Linked DNA regions of Pan troglodytes: region 2 is linked to region 1. A link is a contact called in public Hi-C data. All regions are on one chromosome and are shown on one strand. Each heading gives the region's core, a stretch centred on a gene start, on an enhancer-like site or on the middle of the called end of the contact. The rest is flanking DNA. Distances are from core to core; before and after follow the strand shown. Region 1 overlaps SORCS2 (sortilin related VPS10 domain containing receptor 2). Region 2 overlaps SORCS2 (sortilin related VPS10 domain containing receptor 2).

What was found. A called contact is a pair of places that touch in the nucleus more often than the background predicts.
Region 2: a contact with region 1 is called in a Hi-C map of stem cell-derived neural progenitor cells, with 2.4 times the contacts expected there. The contact joins two enhancer-like sites. A contact is called at or near these places in 2 of 7 Hi-C or Micro-C datasets (induced pluripotent stem cells and stem cell-derived neural progenitor cells).

Annotation. Positions count from the first base shown.
Region 1 is chr3:7,531,470-7,534,397 of NHGRI_mPanTro3-v2.0_pri, reverse strand. All of the region lies in intron 1 of SORCS2 (sortilin related VPS10 domain containing receptor 2), which reads right to left. Among named protein-coding and RNA genes, the nearest start is that of SORCS2, 15 kb to the right of the region's middle. Within about 2 kb of position 1,542, at least 5 of the 24 cell types and tissues checked have an H3K27ac peak or open chromatin away from gene starts, as enhancers often do. A contact at or near this core is called in stem cell-derived neural progenitor cells, where this site is marked.
Region 2 is chr3:8,047,821-8,050,748 of NHGRI_mPanTro3-v2.0_pri, reverse strand. All of the region lies in intron 18 of SORCS2 (sortilin related VPS10 domain containing receptor 2), which reads right to left. Among named protein-coding and RNA genes, the nearest start is that of AFAP1, 220 kb to the left of the region's middle. Within about 2 kb of position 1,383, at least 2 of the 24 cell types and tissues checked have an H3K27ac peak or open chromatin away from gene starts, as enhancers often do. A contact at or near this core is called in stem cell-derived neural progenitor cells, where this site is marked.

The sequences.
Region 1 (2,928 bases), core at 293-2,792:
CCTCGCAGACAGGTCGTGCAGCCTCTCAGAGTCCCTCTCTGTGCTCAGAAGACTCGGACCAGGGCCCGGGGCAGAGGCAGCTCTCTGCAGGGTTCCCCTATAGGACTAGAGAGAGGGGGTGCCTGGTGAGCAGGAGACAAGGCAGTGCATCCCCTAGAAAAACTTGGGGGACCCTATGCAAGGGAGGGCTGAGGGAGACACAACCAGAGCCAAGCCAAGCCAAGCCAAGCCCTGGCATCCCGCTGGGACCAGGACTGGGGCAGACAGAGGATGGAGCTGCAGCCTCTCGCCCTTGAAACAGCCATGGTCATCCCTTGCCTGCGGCTGCCGGGGTGTACAAAGGGAATCATTCACAAGTCTGTCCAGTGTGCCTAGCACACAGTCTGGCACACAGTGGGTCTTAGAAAATGTGTCTGCAGAGAAAGAAAGGGCAGAGGGCAGAAGACCAGCCCTGCCTCCCTCCCCGCCAATCCCCTGCCTGCCAGTAATCCCCAAAGTCTTCAGCACACAGTGCCCACCAGAGGCCATTTGGAAATGCCATAGGAAGTAGAAACCCTGTGGGGGCTGGAGGGCTGGGGGCAAGGCGAGTTCATTCCCGACATGCCCCGTGGACGGTCTCTAACCCCCACCTGCCCCAGCTCAGAAGCCAAGATGGCCAGCACCAACCCCCACCTGCCCCAGCTCAGAAGCCAAGATGGCCAGCACCAACCCCCTTCTGCATGTCCCGGGGGGTGAGGAGGCCAGGCCAGCGAGGGAGCTGGGGGCCGCCTCGGTGGTCTTCTTTGCCTTCCTGAGACAGGAAGGTGGGCCCCAGCTGATCTTCTTTGCCTTCATGGGCCAAGCTGGCTCCCACCCAGGGCCAAGGGACACTGGGGTAGGTGGGATCCTGGGAGAAGGCGCCCGAAAGCTCCCTTCCCACCCCAGACAAGTCCCAGAAGTTCCCGGGTTTTGGATTTCCCCGTCACTGCCCAGCCCTCTGCTCGGCCACAGGCAAGATGGAAAGAAATTCTGACTTGATCTTAGAGGTGAGAATTCCAGGCAATAATTCATATCAGGAAACTTGTGAAAAACCAGATGTCAACGAGAAATACTTTCTTTAAAAGTAAACTGGAGGAGCTGAATGTTCATGAAATATGCTGGGCTTTGTTCCACTTTAGCAAACTATTCAGGAAATGGGAAGAAATTGGAACCACATAAAATCCCCCTAGAGAAAGAAGGCACATTCTGATTAGGGGACAACAGTGCAGTCTTCCCTGGGACTGAAGAAGCTCGCTCCTGCATCGCTAGACATCCTTCCCGCTCCCTGTACCTTTACCTATATGTGCCATAAGGAGGGGTCCTGCCAGCCCCAGTGCAGATGAGGGAACCCAGGCCTGGAGGACTGGGGAGCCGGCCCCAGCTCAGAGCTCGGGGCAGCCCACTGAACCTGCCCGCCTCCAGGAGCCTGAATTGTCTGGCCACGGTGGCCGCCACACTCCAGCCCAGCAGCTGGGCCCTGGCCAGGCGCTGGGTGAACGCAGAGAGCAGCCCAGTGACTCACCTCAGCTCCCAGCCCAGGCTGTGTGGGCGGGAGGGGCTCGGAGGGGCCAGCAGCAAGCCTTCCCAGACACAGCTCAGCACTGCACCTTTCCAGCCCTCCTCAAAGAGACGTGTGGATGTGAATTGGAAGAAAAGACATTCACAGACAAAGAATGAAAAGCGAGGCCCCACATGTGGACAAAGGCCATTTTCGGGGCTCCCTCCATTAGAAGGCCCCCTGAGAACTCAGAAACTGGTGATTCCTCTGAAGCTGGCCCAGAGAGAAGGCTCAGCACAGGGCTGGTGTGTACATGGATGGATGAGCGAGTTAGCAGTGGGTGATGCTAGGTGCGGGGCTGGTTTGTAGCTAGATGGATGAGTGAGCGAGCAGGTGGGTGATGCTGCAAAGTCATTTCCATCAGAAAGCCCAGGTTTCTCGAATCCTGCTCTCCCCTGGGAAAGCCCTCCCATGGTTCAACCTACCCCAGAGTCATTTGTCTTTGTTGAAAGCTGAGCAAACCCATCTCATGGGTTTCTTGTTTTGTCTTGTTTTGTTTTGTTTTACTGGGTGAGATGAGGCTGGGATCATCAAGGATGCTATTTAAATGCCCTAATTCAATTTGGGAATGGGTGTTTTCTCACCACGGAGTACCCTGGCTCCTGGCTGACCCAGTGGCCCCACCATGGAGGCGTGGGTGTCACCAGGACCTGGCTGCACAGCCACGACCATGAGTCAGCGGCTGCTAGACTGCTTTCCCTCTGCCCAGGACTCCTCTCAGGCAAGAAACAAATCTGTCTGTCTCTCTGGCAGCCAGCTCTTTTCTCTGCAGATATGTGCCATAATCCCCACCCCACGGGGTGGAGATTAATTAGTGCGTTAAAGAGCTTCCCAGGTTACTCGTGGAGCCGGCAGTGGGCCAGGGAGCCCAGATCCTCACTTACCAGCTTTGCGAGGACAGAGGGACTCGACTCTCCCCAGATTCCCCAGCAGGAAAGCTAGGCCTCTGAGCTTCAGGATCCATGACCTCCTGCTAGCTCCTCCTTTCAGAAGTCCTCGGATGTTTACTGAGCATCTACTAAGCACCAGGCGCTTGGGGAGCAACAGGGAATGAAACAGACCAAAGCCCCTGAGCCCCTAGAGTCCATACCCTTAGTGGGCTGGAGGAGACCAGAGAGGAGGCCTGGGGAAGACACGGACACTGGGGCAGGGCAGAGGGGACAGGACTGCGGAGGGATGCATCATTCCCATGGGGTCCATCTGTCCCCATCTCATCCCTCCAGCCGAGTCCTACCTCGAATGGTGTTTTTGTTTTTTTGTTTTTTGTTTGTTTTTGTTTTTGTTTTTTGAGATGGAGTCTCATTCTGTCACCCAGGCTGGAGTGCAGTGGCATGATCTCAGCTCACTGCAAC
Region 2 (2,928 bases), core at 134-2,633, 520 kb before region 1:
CTCAGCATGGGGGCACCCCAGCCTGTGCAAACATTCACCCACTGCAGGGCACCTGGGCGGTTTGAGTTTCTGGCCTTTATGAATAACACTGCTATGAACAGACACATACAGGTTTTTGTGTGAACGGAAGTCTTCATTTCTCTGATATGACCGCCATGAGTGCAAGTGCTCAGTCCTCTGGTCGTTGCATGTTGAGTTGGTTAAGAAACTGCTGAAGTGTTTTCCAGAACACCTGTGGCATTCTCCAGTCTCCTCAGCCATGCGTAAGTGATCCAGTGTCCTTCCCTGCATCCTCACCGGTACTTCATGCTGGCGCTATTTTTAATGTCAGCCATTCTGATAGGTGTGCAGGGATGTCTGGCTGTGGGCTTCCCTGGCGGCTGATGGTGTTTGTCAACTTTTCGTGTGCTTACCTGTCATTCGTCCATTCTCCTGGTGAAACGTCTTTTCAGTTCTGCTCATTTCCTAACTGGATGGTTTGTTTCCTTGCTGTTGAGTGTTCTTCCTCTAGTCTAGGTACTGGTCCTTGTTGGATATGTGGTTTGCAAATACTTTCTCTCACTCTGTAGCTTGCCTTTCATCTTCGTAACATGGGTGTTTCACAGAGCGAAAGTGGCTGATCCTGATGAAGCCCAATTTATCAACTTTCCTTTTGACTGGCTTTCAGTGTGAAGTCTGAGGACTCCTCTCCTAGCCCTAGATATTCTCTCCTGTGGTTTTTCTAAAAGGTTTATAATTTTTACATGCGACATTTAAATCTAGGCAATTTTGAGTTCATTTTTCTATCGGGTGTGAGGTTTAGGTTGAGGTTCATTTTTATTGGATGAATAAGCCCTCCCCTCAGTGAGTTGTTTTGGCACCGACGTCAAACATCCCTCGGCCATATTTATATGGGTTTATTCCTGGGGCCTCTATCAGACCTTATTTTTAATTCTTAAGATATTTACAAAACTTAGACTCCCCTAAACCCAGTGCTGTTTGCAAGATAGGTTGGCCTATGTGTGTGAGAGAGTGTGTGAGTGTGTACAAATCTGCGAGTTTGAGAGTGAATACATGAGCGTGTAAGCGTATGTGTGTCTGTTTGTGTGTATGTGTGAGCGTGTGTACCAGTGAGTGTGTGCCTCGGACCTGGATCCTACACTCCCACCAGCTTCCCTAGCGTAGCGGGTGGCCTCTTCCCGACAGTAGGTGCACAGTGGGGTGGGGGTTGACTCTCCCCACCAAGAGCATCTTTTGATCACTCTCTTCACTTCCGCCAACTCCAGCTCCTGCCAGCAGAGCAGGCCCAGCAAGGGTCCCGGCCCCCTGGGCGGTGGTAGACTGGCTCCCATAGAGACGCTCCGCAGATGCGACTGCACTGCCGAGACGCCAGGCTCTAGGGGGCAGCAGAGGGCCATTTTTTCCTGGAAGTCGGCCCTGGACGGGCAGCCGCAGCGGGGTCTACTCTGAGGGTCCAAGCGGGACAGGCGGGGCAGCGGCTCTGTCCTCCTGCCGCCCCAAGATGCTGCTGCGAACAGAGGCGCCCCAGGGCTGCCCCTGGCTCCGAGGAGTGTGGGTCCTAGGCCCCATCTCCGTCAGCAGCCTGCACCAGGGAACGGCTCAGGTCTAGGGGCCCCAGACTCAGTCTCTGTCCACGTAGAGTCTAGGGGCCAGGGACCCCAATGCCAGCCCTGCCACTCATTCCCGTGTGGCCTTGGGAGAGTGACTTCTCTGTCCGAGCCTCAGTTTCCCCAGCTATAAAGCAGGTTGGCAAGAGGACGCCACTTGAGGTGGGGCCAGGAGTACAGGCAGTGGCTCGTGCACAGCGCCCGCCACGGAGGCGCTGGGCAAGCACTGCTCTGCGTCGTCTTGGGCCTCAGTTTCCATGTTTGCCTCAGACCAGGCTCCCTGCTTTCCAACTCCAAAGACCTTTGTCACCAACATCCCACCCCACCTTGGCACCATATTTTGAAGGACATTTAAACAGGACACACATCACTGTGAAGCCACACTTGCTGCATCTCCTGTACTGTTCACCGGAGAGCCAAGTGTCCAGGAAAGCTGCGTGGCGGGAGAGAGCCCAGGGTCCTAGGCGCTCACCCTCCGGGTGCGACACGGATGCATCGAACCCTCTTTTGCCCTTTTCTGTCATCTCGAATTTTCTGCAATGCTTGTAAGTTTTTCTAGGTTTTGTTTTTGAATTTGCTACAATGAGCATTAGTTTATTCAACAATCAGAAAAATAAGCATGTTACAAATTAATTTAAAAGGACTAGAAGGAAATACAAAAAACTAACAGTTGTTACCACGGAGGACTGGGGGGCTTTTTGAGAGATATTTATACTCTTGATATTTTGTGTGTGTTTTCCAAATGTTCTACAATGAACATTCATTATTTTTAACGTCAGAAGAAAATATAACACTTGTTCTAAAGCAAAAAAAGCAAGCCTGGGAGGCTGGGAGGAAATTTCTATCTGTGTTTGTGTGAGTATTTATATCTGTATCTGTCCATGCACACACAGGATTTATTTTTGGTTGTGTAATTATAAGTAATAGTGTTTTTAACTTTCTGTTTTTCATAAGATCCCAAATTAACTAAATCAATATAATTACAGGCTTAAAAAATGTATTACCACCCACAGGAATGAATACATTTTATACCAAGGCCAGTAACTACACCCTCCCCCACCCGATGTGTGAAACCACGTCTCCTTCTGCTCTGCGGGGACCCTAATACCCCCTACGTCCTACTCTATTCTCCTTCATGTCTCTTTCATTGTTAAATGCTGGTCTCGACTCAGGAAGTGGATTTCCAGCCCCCTGCGGCCTCCTTCAGTCTGGACAGGCTGGCTGATGACGATGCCCTGAGTCACTTCTAGGCAGAGGAGACACCCTCACCATGCCTTCTGCGTGCCCAGTTGGAGCCGCCCCTGCCCGACAGTCCCAGGAG